4 separate regions of the Zea mays genome follow, and all the other regions are linked to region 1. The links are chromatin contacts, called in public Hi-C maps. All regions are on one chromosome and are shown on one strand. The core of a region is the stretch at or near the end of the contact, and the rest is flanking DNA. Distances in the headings are between cores, read along the strand shown.

Region 1 (2,984 bases), core at 272-2,771:
GGACTCCTTCGTTCAGGCACAAAACGATCAAGAAACTTCTTCTACCAATCTCTGTGTGAATGCTTTCTCTCTCCTCCACCCCTCAAATTCCAGCATTTAATTCTGTACCTAGAACCTGTACTACCACAGGCACAGAATCATTCAAGTCTAATCTTTCTTATTAGTAAATCCAATATGCATGGGTCAGAGTAGTTCAAACTTTGCAGAAGATGAAATCGAAATTACACAAGTAGCTGTACAAACATGAATATGTAGTTACTTGGAAGCAGTACAAGCAGCTCGTTACATCGCCACAAAATGTTGGGCCGACAAGCAGTACTAAACTACGCAGTAGTATATATGTCAACGGGGGTGTTTTGGACTTGGTTTGGGGTGTGTGTGCCAGTCTTGCATACTCTTCTTCTTCACGGATAGACAAAATGTAATAAATCCAAAAAAAAAAAAAAACAAAAAGAAATTTTAAAACGTGGACTAATCTGGATTTGGTGCATGGAATGGAAGGACGAAAATGGTGAAGGTGGAAGCAATCATCACCGGAAGCGGCCGACGTCGGCGAGCTTCCTGGAGCGACAGCGCGTAACGGAGGCAGCAGACGAGAGACTGTGGAGCGGCGACGGCCGGAACTCGGAGGAGAAGGAGCCCGGGTCCGGCGGCTGGACGTGGCGGCGGCGCCCCGGGCTGGGCCGCACGAGCGGGCTGAGGCAGACGGCGAAACCCGACGGCATGCTGTTCGTCTGGCGGCGCCGGCAGCGGGTCCTCCGCATGGGGGACGGGGACGGCCGCCACGGGGGATCCGCGGCGGGCGAGCTGCTCTCGTCGCCGCTGCCGTGGCTGTCCCGCTCCGGCGACAGCCCCCGGTTGCTGACCACGCGGCAGGAGCGCCTCGGCGGGGCTGACCGTGGCGAGGTGATCGAGGCCGGCGCCGCCTGCTTCTTGCGGCGGCGCGGCATGATCGCGGCGAACCAAGAATGTTTCTTCCGCTCCGTGGCGCCTTCCTGGTGCGTCTCTTCCGATCTGTGACCGTGGTGGTGGCCGAAGAGCGTGGCGAGCACGGAGAACTTGCCGGCGCGCCGCCTCTTGTACTCGTAGCCTATGTCGCCTTCCTCCAACGCGCCGCCGCCGTAGGCGGGCCCTACCTGCGGCGTCCGGAAGAAGAGCAGGCTCGGGTGGTGCCTGAGCGCGCCGCCCCCGCCCGACGTGTCCGACTTCCTGCGGGACACGTACGGGGACACCGACCTCGGGAACGCGGGCGCCGCGGCGGGCGGCGGCGGCGACGACGACGCGTCGCCGTTCTGCGCGGCCTCCAGCGCGATCAGGCGGTCGCGGAGGCACGTGGCACAGACGCCACCGCCGCCGACCTGGTACGGGTGCTTCTTGCACCTCATGCCCACCCCGTCGCACTTCGTCTCATCTCCTCTCCTCTCCCCGCGTACGCCGCCGGAGCGGCGGGGCGTTCCTTCGGCGCAGTAGATGGATGGGTGGATTGACGACGAGCCGGGCGCGGGTGCGGAGCCAAGCAAAATAGCGACTAGGCAGATGCACCTGCCTCCCTTACTTTCGATTATATACCCCGTTGGCTCTAGGATTGTGTCTTGTTTTAGTCTTTACTTGATACTCTAGTATTTAACTCAATTCAAGTGTTTTGAGGTGTATATTAGTTTAAGTTACATTCTAATCCACCTCAAAATATGTAGATTGATGTTAATAATAGAGTATACAAACTAGACTTTAGTGAGATAGTAGGGTACATATCTACCGTCACATCTCATATTGATTACAGTTTTCATGTGGTACTTGCTCTGTTCTTTTTTATTTGTCACCGTTTAGTTCGAAATAAACTATGGGTGGTAAATATTCAAGAACTAAGGTAGTATTTAGATGTTGTTTGGTTAGACCGTTTTGGCCCGTAATCCATTCACAGCGTGAAGCAATTACTTTGCATTATATGTAGTTGAACCACAGTATAACCGATCACACTTTTTATTAGTCGCTGGATTGGATAGTGCAAAATTACACTATCCAGCATGCGTATAGAATCTCGATACTGCTCTTCATCCAACGTTATCCAGTTTCGCTCCCATAATCATTCGGTCAATTTTGCACCATGCGTGCGTTTGGTCGGATGCGATGGGAGGCAGGAGAACCTTTTCCATTGGACGCTGCGGTTCCCGGGGGCGGGTGGGCAATAGAGGGAGGTGGACGAAGGCACGAGGCGGCGGAGGAGATGGATGTGGAATTGATAAAATCCCGGCAGCCGGCATGGAGGGGAGGGGGCCGGGGCGACCGAGCGAAGCTGCTGTTCTTGACGCGACGGCTTGTCGTGTTCGTTTGCCATGCGGTGGTGCGGCTTTGAGCCGACGATACCTCTGGTTTCGTTCGTCATTGGGTGGTTGATTCGGCGTTGGCTGGCTTGGCCCGTACTCGGACTGGGTCAAATTCTCTTGGCCTCGGACACATATGGCCCCGTTGCTGTTTTGCTTGTGCGTCGTGTGCCACTGTGGGCCCGTGCCAGGGCGTGGTGTGGGCGTGCGGCACGGTGGACCGGCACAGGCTGATGTCCGTTGGATACTTATTAAACTCAAAAGGGCTTGTTTGGAATATTGACATACACAATTACAATTACTACTACCATCATATATAAGTTGACAACCAATTAACATTCGCCGTAATCAAGGCTGTTCATCAGTTTTATGTCCGCACATGACATGACCCACCTTACCCACGACTATGTTGGATCTTTCGCCGACGAAACGAGCACGTGTGTATTTTAATACCAGGCAGCATTATTTCCAAGCTTTTTCGTCACTGAGATATCGAGTGTGCAGGATTGTGTTGGTTTCTGCGCCACATAACCGTCGCTCGCCGAACTAAATTGACCGGCCGCTGTGTATATCGCGCAGCTGCGGAAAGCCCACCGTACGTACTCCATTCTACTACGTGTTGTATAGCATTACAATGGATGGAATCGTCGACGCGCGGCACGG
Region 2 (2,984 bases), core at 126-2,625, 420 kb before region 1:
GGCCACCGACGAGACCAGCGAGCCGCCACCGTCACCACGCTCATCCGAACCGGAAGCTGACAGGCCCCGCGACCTGCTGGCGCTCGAGCTGTTCGCGAACGCGCTGCCTAATAACACCTCCGCTCGCGACGCCGTGCGCGCCGAGGCAAGCACCGATGTCGGCGACCCTTCATCCCGGTCACGCGGGGGCAGCTTCTCCATCAGCTTGAGCTCCGGCGCGGGCTTCTTGGCCGCGCCGTCCACCTTGCGCGGGTAAGGGTGCGCCGGCTTCCTCTTGGGGCGCGGCGGCGGGACCTGGATTGCCGGCGCCGCGCCCGCGGAGGCGTTACTTCCTGACGATGACTCTCGGACCACCTTCGCACACACACGACGCAATTCCGACATCAGAAAAGGTGTAGGCAGACCTTGCCGATCGTCGTCTGCTCCACTAGCATGTGGACCCATCGTTTTTTTTCATGGCAGAGATGAAAGAATTCGTTTTCGTTTGCGCTGGGACTGGGAGAGAGGCGAATGAATGGCCAGAATGGGTACACGACCTTGGTGAAGAACTTCTGCGCGTGGCTCCGGATTTGCACGGCAGTCTTGGTGCCGATGTGCTCTGCACGCACGGGCAGAGAAGAAGAGAGTGAGTGCTTCCTCCTCGTCCTGACGAAGAACGAACGAACGAGGGTGCAGAGAAAGAGAGAGGGAGGCCGGTACGTTACGTACCTTGTATGTGGCGCCAGGCGCGACCGTGCATCTGTAGGGCCTCCAGGAACCGCCGGTGCTCGTCCTCCGTCCACTTCTCCCGCTGCTTCGTGATCGTGTACGGCTTCCGCGCCTGCAGGTCAGGGCCGTCAGGCAAGCGTGGAAGAAACAGAATGAGAACACGCGGATCGCACGGATACTGCAGCCACGGCCGCGATTCGCCGCTGCAGTAGCAATACCTTGGGGACGTGCTCCTCCCCTGACAAATCCATGTCGCGGGGGCCGAGAGGGTCCTTGCAACGATCCACGGCGGTCTCGCCGGTTGCCATCGGAATTTGCTGCGGGCAGCGGAGGAAACACCCACAATTTAGGCCCCAAGAAGGTGCGATTACACCGTCCAAACCAATCGGGTCGAGTGAATTTCAAACCCGGCCGAAACGATCTCTCCCAGCCGGGCCAGGAAAGCCAAGACAAGGAATGAAGGTCGCAGGTATTACCTCCAAACAGGCCTTCTCCTCCAGTGCTCTTCCGGAAACTAATCCGACCCAAGTCGCCGATCAACCCCCGAGGTCGCCGCCACCTTCCAGTTTCTCAGGCGGTCAGGCCTGAACCTGCGCAAGGAGAAGGGGAAGGACGGCGCGAGAAGCGCCGGTTTGCACTGGAGAAGAAGAATAGACAAGAGGAGGGAGAGAGGCGACGAGGTGTCGAGGACGGGGAGAAAAAGAGCATGGGCGGGCTCGCCACGTCGGACGGGATTTTTCCACTTTCCCCGTTCTTTTTCTGCCCACCTCCTTTCCTTCTCGTGGCTGCGATTTTCTCGGAGGCGCCGGAAATAATCCAATTCCGGTGGGGAGAAAGAAATCAAAGAATTGAGTCGAAGGAGAGAGAGAGAGAGAGAGAGAGAGAGAGAGAGAGGTTCGGGAGGCCGCTGGTTCTCGTCATCTCGCGGCTGTGTCTGCTCCTCCGGCCCCGTCGCTGTCATGTGTTCCGAATGCCGAATGCTTTGCTTCCCTCCACCGGCCGTGGCCTCTATAATTAATCACTCGTGGGGCCGCGTGGCAATTTTTAGGCGCTCCATGCACCGACTCCGCGAGGGCGGGTAATTAACGGGTTTATGCTCGCTGACCAAGTAACCATGCGGCGAAGGACGGGGGTGAGGGTCTTCATGCACGTTTAGGCACTGCTGCATGCGTGCATTCTGCATCCGAAATGTGTAAATTGTGGTCGTAGACTCGTAGCCTTGTAGTACCACGACAATTCCCTGAACCTCCAGTTTTTTAGCCAAACGAGGGGTAACCTTCTCAAAATCTCTCATGCCGGAGTGCTTCTTTCGGCACGGTTCGTTTGCATCCGGATTTGTGATGAATTAGGTTATCTTTAGCAGCTTACTCATTCTCATACTTATATTGAAATTTTGATCTACAAACAGTGTAATATACAGTATAAAGCAGTAAAAACAGAGTTTTTAGGTGACTATATGGATAAACTACTGGACACGGTCTTAAATCTCCTCTTATTCAATTGTGACTAGTAAGAAATTTAATCTAGCCGAACAAGAACAAGTCCTTAGCGGTGCCCTTTCTCTCTACGCCTGTCATATATGGAGTAACTCGAATTATGAAAATGATGCCGTGTGATTTGAGGATAAGAAAGCTAGGAGTACTCTTTAGCAGGGAAAAAAAATATCCCCAGCCTCTAAATTCGTGGCCATAACCATAACAATCGGCGAAATATCCTGGCCTCTCAATTTGGAGCGACAACGCTACGTGGACGCCTGGACTGATAAAAGAAGTGCTGGGCTGCTGGCGCTCCACTGCGGATAGGATAAAGCGGGGGACAGACCACACTGTTGGCTTTGTGTTAGGGTCAAGGTTGTCTTTGCATCGCCTGTGTCTAAAAGGTAAATATAAAAAGAAACTTAAGACATGTCTTTTATGGAAAACATATTTCTTGGCTCTATGTTCGTGACATAGGATATTGTTGATTGGTTGATTAAATTTATTGAATATTTTGATTGGTATAATTAATATAGTAAAATACATGTTTTAGAACCATTCATTATATTATACGTGTTTTAGTTGTGTCTTGTGTCAGGGTTATACATGTCCTTACAGACATTTCGTCCTAGGTACACTTTAGGACGGATAGCCTTATTTAATATGATGTCACTTGAGAGGTTGGTAGAGGTTAATTGAGAAAAAGTATTAGACTAAATCCGTCTTTACATGAATTCTCGTATATATTATTTCTTAATTATATTTATGATTAAATACCGAGGGTATAAGGTGTCTATCATA
Region 3 (2,984 bases), core at 292-2,791, 330 kb before region 1:
AGGATGGGGATGGCACGCTTTACCCGTCCGCGAGGAAGCGTCGTCCGACCTCCGACGGGATATTGGAGCGCGCAGGAACATTCAAGAAGATGTCGTTTTTAAATGCCACCAGATAGCTAGCTAGGCTCTAGAATTTTCCGAGACGCGCGTCGATGAATACAATATGAACCCTATCGTCCACGATTCACGGCTGTTGGCTCTCGCAGTCTCGCACAAAGTAGGATCAGTGTGTATAAAAAGCAGCTGCGTTTGAGACAGTAAATGAATTCAAATAAAAAAGTTGTTAACTACAAAGTTGAATAACTTTTGAAGTTCTACAACTTTTATTTTAACACTTTTTTCATGCGAGATCGTTTGTAAAATTTGAATTTTAAATTTGATAAATTTAGATGTATTTTTGGAAGCCGAAATGATTTCAAATAAAAAAAAATTGTTAATTACAAGAGAAATTGTTTAACTATCTTGATGGCCAGGGTTTATTGTCCTCAAATACAGATTCTGTACTGTCGTTTCTTTCGACGTAGACCAAAATAACTGAAATTCAAACGAGTGCTCTTGTCTGCAGCTCAATTAACGGTTAATTTAGTGCTACGAATGGAGACTCGAATAACAATACTCTTCGGTAACAAGTTAACCCACAACTTCGTCACTGAATTATGCTTGTAGACTCTCCCGATATATTGCAACCAACTCCAAGCTTTCGATCATTGCATTTGCATATGTACAGATAAATTACAGGGACAATTTGTATACACCAATCAGGTACACACATCTTGATGCTTGTCCAGAACACCGTTGAGCTAATCACTACACACACCTAAAAAAGGTGAAACCTACCAGGCTAAAAAAAAACACAAGTTCATCACTGAGACTGCGCGTCGGTTCAATTCCTGTATCGAGTGCGCACGGCACTACGCCAAGAACGTCGGCCCCTCGGCGCTGCAGCGCGTGGGCGCCTTCCAGAGCGCGCTGATGCCGGCACCGGCACCGGGGCGCGCGCCGCAGCGGCGGCACCGCTCGGCGGGGGGCAGGTCGACGGCCAGCACCCGGCGGCAGGACGGGCAGGAGGAGTGCGCGCGCAGCCACGTGTCGACGCAGGCGGCGTGGAACGCGTGGCCGCACTGCGGCAGCACGCGCACGGCCTGGCCTCCCTCGAACTCGGCGAGGCAGATGGCGCACTCGTCGGCCCCTCCCTCCGCCTTGCCGCTGTCGGAGACGTACGTGACGGTCGGGAGCGAGCGCAGCACCTCCTTCTTGACGCCCCTGTTCGCGGCTTTGGCGGCGCCCGGCTGCGCCCGGCCGGACTCGGTGGCCCAGCGCCACGAGCACGCGCAGCGGGCGACGAGGCCCAGGCCGAGGACGCAGACCAGCGCGCAGAGCAGGCCGGCGAGGATGAGGATCATGTCCGAGTTGATGGAGTCCTCCGGCGAGCCCGAGCCTGCGGGCGCTTCGACGAGTATCCTCGCCATGTGTTTGCGCTGCCTGAAGATGCGCGAGTCCCGTGGTGGCGCTGTTGTTGGCTGATGCAGAGGCTCTGGGCAGGCGGCGTGAGAAGTGTGTTGAAGGGGTTGGTTTGGTTGCCCTTTTATAGAGCGTCGAGCGCCTGGACCTAGATGCGGTTTATCGGTGACCTTTGTGGTGTTCGGAATAACAGCAGGAAAGAGTACACACGGGGCTCACAGCAGGTGCAGGTCAGTGGATCGATTGTAGTGGTTGAAGCTAAAAAAAGCTGGGATTCCTTTTGGTTTTAAATAGCCCTTCACCGTTGCAGGGCTTAATTTGGCACTCACAATGCTCTCTTTCAGTACTTGTTTCAGCCAACCATCTATAACCAGTGTAAAACTTTCGGGCTGAAGTGACTTATAATCCTTTCAAAGTTGTTGTAAAAAGTGTTTCCCCCCAATAGTGTCTATGGGCTTAAACTTTCGATTTTTCATCCAACTACGAAAAACACTACCTTATCGTCCAACTGTATATATAGCCATGTTCATTAGTAAGAGGTTCGGAAAGAATTGAAGTAGATTAAAATCCTTTTTAATTTAATTTTAACTAGCGAAGAATTTAATTATCTTCAATCCTTTATAACCTATTTTTATCCGAACAAGTTCTGAACATAAGGCCCTGCCAATGCCATGGTTCTCTGCCCCGCAACCCTTTCATACTTTCTGTAACGTTGCTAGCGTACTCCTACCTCCTATCATGCTAATCCCAATCCCAATGGCGTACTGGCTTTCTCGGTTGGACTTCCATGGTATGCAGAAAATTGAAAAAGGGTTGCGAGCAAGGGGACACATGGCGTCCCGCGGCACCACACCTCGCGCGCACTTCGCCGCGGGGTACAGATACTTTCGGTTTCCTCCGGCTACCTGTCAGTCGCCCACAGCCCGCATGTGCTGTTCCACTGACAGGCATGCGAGGCGGCGGCGGTTGGCATGCGAGCCCGCGCCGAGACTTCCTCGCGGCCGTTCTTTAGATCCGTTCGTACGTCCGCCGCGCGTGGTCGGCGCGGCCGGGGCTCTCCAAACCGCACGCCCCGCGCGAATGCGCTCCCAAAGCGACGGCGGCTCGGCAGGCAGGCGCGCACGCCGCGTGCGCGCGGCAGTTGCCGTTTCCGTGACGACGGAAAACAGCGATCGCGCGCGCTGTGTGTGCTGGTGGCATTGGCAAGCTACCGGAACCGATGGTGGTCTGCTCCGTAAACGCCGCCGCGTGGCGCTTGCCCGAGCTCTCCGAGGAATAGTTTGCTGGGGAAACGAAACGGCGGCAAGGAATGGAAATGGAACCCGCCTTGTTCCGGGTTAGGCGACCCGACCTCCTCCCGCGACGCCGCGGGCCGCGGGCCGCGGCCCTGCCTGCGTGGTGGGTGTTGGGATCGAGCGAGCGATCGATCGGTAGTGGCGAGACAAAGCGCGCCCCCACTACTCGCGGTCCGCACATGGATGCAGCCCCGGCGGTGCCGGTAATGCTGCCTGTGCGTGCGATGC
Region 4 (2,984 bases), core at 274-2,773, 260 kb before region 1:
CTCCAACTTCAAAAAAGCTGAAACTAGAGTCTAGTTTCATAAAAAATTTGAAGCTCTTTAGATGGTTCTTCAAAAAAATGTTTTCATACATCTTCATGAAGTTACACAAAAAATTACCCACAATGTCATTGGTTACATAACCTGCCAATTCATGTATCTTTCTCCACTCACTAATCATTAAGGGTAATTAAGGAAACTCGCACAGATTAATTATATTACAGAAGCTAGAGTCTATATATAAGCCAAACACTCTTGAACGATATCTTACCGACCTATCAAAGTTGTTTCATGGTGAAGTTGAAAAACCGAAGCTGCAATTCTTGAAAAGAAGCCCTCCCAAACAGGACCTAAAGTAGTACTCTCTTTTTATTCCAGATGGGAACTGTAAGTTGTTCTATACTTCGTCAATCCTAATTTATTATTCGTTTGGCTTTTTTAGCATAATTTTGACCAACTCGTCTTATTCAAAAAAAAATATGGAAAAAATAAAAACTTCGTTGTGGCTTTGTACACATGACTTAAAAATTTTCATTTTTTGTGAACTTTTTTTAATAGGTCAAGGGGTTAAAGTTGGAGTTAAAAAAGTTAAAGGAATTATATTTTCAAACGGATCGATTATTTTTTAGTACAAAACTTCTGCTAAACAGCTTACAGTTAAAACTAATATGGTTCTAGGCACGCTTCTAACTGAGGTCATTATTACACCCAGAGTTTCCCTCGGATTCAAGCCAGGTGCAGCCAGAGATAAACGTACCTGATTGCAAAGAGCAAGAGGGCAGCACCAAAATGCACAGTCTTGCATGAACATGCCGTTATGTACATCCATTTCTCTCACAACTGGTTGCTCAGCACGTGCAGAAAGAAAAGTGACCAACAAGGCAAACAACAGCAGAAGAAACCGAAAGAACACAGAGATACTGAACAGCGTGGTTGGTTCCTTGTTGCTTGCACACAAACGTATTCTCTGCCGCCGCTACTCATCTCGACCGGACAGTTCGCTGGTTGGTTCCTTGAGAGAAGCCGGTCGGATGCCGCTCTGTGGCAGCTATAACCACTGCACCACTAGATCACAACGGCGGGCACATTTGGCGCTAGCGGGACACGGGCCGGCTCGGCGGCGGCGGCGGCAGGAGCCTCGTGCCTGCGGCGGCGTCGCTCCCCTCTCCTTGCCGGACGCGGCTCCGTCTTCAACGCCGCGCCGAAATCGTCCCTGGCCATCTGGTGGTGCCTGCACTCCTCGCTGCAGAACGGCGTGTCCCCTCTGTACATGAAGATGTCGCGGTCCCCGGCGAGGCGCTTCCCGCAGAGGGAGCAGGCGTCCATGGCGCGGCGGTAGGCGTCGCCGTCGCCTCCGTCGAGAGGCTCGATGCCGAAGAAGGAAGAGAAGGAGGAGGAAGAAGCCATCATGGAGATGAGATGAGACCGAGGAGACCTTAGTTAGGGCACTGCCAGTGCCAGTAGCACTACGCTGAAGCACAGATGAACCGAACAGCACTGAAGCACTGAAGCTTCGTTGCCAGCGATGGCCAGAGGAGGCAGTCTTGTCCTGTGCTTTTATAATAAAAGGGGCCCGGCCGGCAGAGGGCGGGACAATACGGGCAGGGTCAGGTAACCGGGTGGTGGATGCTCGAGAAACCACGGCTAGTTTTTCCAGGAACCTCTTCTCGTTCCTCCCCCCTTGTACTGCCGCTGCAGTGCATCGCAGATTCGAAGCAGACCGCCAGCGCATTTTGGCCGTACGAGCAGCGCTAGGGGCAACAAGAAAGGTGCATGCAGTACCGGGTTTTTTTTTTTGTCTGTTGGCTGGCAATACCCCAGGCCCTTCTGCTCTGCTCGCCTTGGTGCCGCCGGCGTTGTTAACTGCGATGCCGCAGAATCCACCGGAAGATCTGCAGCAGCACTAAACGACAACGGCGGTCTAATTTTTGTTATTTATTTTGCACGCTCGATTCGGTGGGGGGGGGGGGGGGGGGGGGGGGCTTGCTTTGTTTAGTGCGGCGGTGTCGCCACGTGCTGTATTTGCGAGACCAAACGCTCCAGGTGCAGTACGACTACTGCCGATCCCTCCGATGCAAAATTAGATTTGTACTAGTTCAGTGCAGTGCAACTCAGCGACGGGACATGGCAGAAGATTATTGATTCTATTATTAAAACCGCTAAAGTTTCTAGTCCAAGCTTGAGCAAAATGACAGGGGAGGAGAACTGAGAAGGCATGCACATGGTGACATGGTGTTGGTTGGACGGACGTACTGTTGGCCCGCCCGAGGACACCGGAACGGAACAGGCAGAGTTTTGGGATCTGGGCGCGGACGCGTGGCCGTCCGACCGCGAGGTTGTCCGGCGGGGTTAAAAATGAGCGAAAGGACGAGGGAAGCCGTGGGCTACGGCTTACCTAGACGGTGTGCGAGTGCGAGGTCGAATCGGCGAGCTTGCTTTTGTATGGCACATTGCTTTTGTGCGATGCTCGGTGTGCTCGCCTTTTCCACGCGCCTCGCCGTGTCTCCTCCTCCTGTCGTCGTCATGTCCTTGGCTTTACGTACTGGCCGGGCAGCTTTCGCGGTGGATCCAGCCACACGCTGGCGCTGCGACAAACAAGGCAACGTAACTGACAAGGTCTCGTCCCGCTCCCGCCGTGTGATTGGGTGTCGCGTTGACCCGACTTGGAACCGAGTCTCCGTCCTCGATGCCAGAACTTGACGCGTGGCGACCGAGCTAGACCTGAATTACGCTCGGACGGTGGTATTACAAGACTTGTGCGTGACAGACGGACTACCTCTTCCTCTATATATATCATAGTTTCAAACCTCCAAAATTAATACTTCTTCCGTTCTTTTTTTTTTGTCGCTGTTTAGTTTAAAAATAAACTAGCGGACGTCATATATTCGAGAACAGAGATAGTATTTAGCAGTATTCCTTAGTTAAAACCAGTTTTTATCTAGCAAATTTCGTATTGTACTTGGTTGGCTTGGTAGAAATGATGGTGA

The links. Hi-C and Micro-C count contacts between places; a contact is called where the count stands out from the background.
Region 2: a contact with region 1 is called in a Hi-C map of endosperm, with 2.4 times the contacts expected there. The contact joins the promoter of LOC100276850 here to the promoter of LOC100284810 in region 1. A contact is called at or near these places in 3 of 25 Hi-C or Micro-C datasets (ear, endosperm and tassel).
Region 3: a contact with region 1 is called in a Hi-C map of bundle sheath, with 3 times the contacts expected there. The contact joins the promoter of LOC100283712 here to the promoter of LOC100284810 in region 1. A contact is called at or near these places in 4 of 25 Hi-C or Micro-C datasets (bundle sheath, endosperm, leaf mesophyll and 1 more).
Region 4: a contact with region 1 is called in a Hi-C map of leaf, with 5 times the contacts expected there. The contact joins the promoter of LOC100279084 here to the promoter of LOC100284810 in region 1. A contact is called at or near these places in 3 of 25 Hi-C or Micro-C datasets (endosperm, leaf and tassel).

The regions. Positions count from the first base shown.
Region 1 is chr5:205,959,256-205,962,239 of Zm-B73-REFERENCE-NAM-5.0, forward strand. LOC100284810 reads right to left here and starts at 1,522. Exons shown (of 1, transcript NM_001157705.2): 1 at 205-1,522. The coding sequence starts at 1,385. The coding sequence ends at 531.
Region 2 is chr5:205,537,444-205,540,427 of Zm-B73-REFERENCE-NAM-5.0, forward strand. LOC100276850 reads right to left here and starts at 1,376. Exons shown (of 6, transcript NM_001374070.1): 1 at 1,185-1,376; 2 at 927-1,025; 3 at 709-820; 4 at 537-598; 5 at 1-354. The coding sequence starts at 1,016.
Region 3 is chr5:205,631,082-205,634,065 of Zm-B73-REFERENCE-NAM-5.0, forward strand. LOC100283712 (RING-H2 finger protein ATL1R) reads right to left here and starts at 1,542. Exons shown (of 1, transcript NM_001174778.1): 1 at 683-1,542. The coding sequence starts at 1,469. The coding sequence ends at 912.
Region 4 is chr5:205,702,619-205,705,602 of Zm-B73-REFERENCE-NAM-5.0, forward strand. It overlaps LOC100279084, which reads right to left and starts at 1,524. Exons shown (of 1, transcript NM_001152134.1): 1 at 797-1,524. The coding sequence starts at 1,407. The coding sequence ends at 1,063.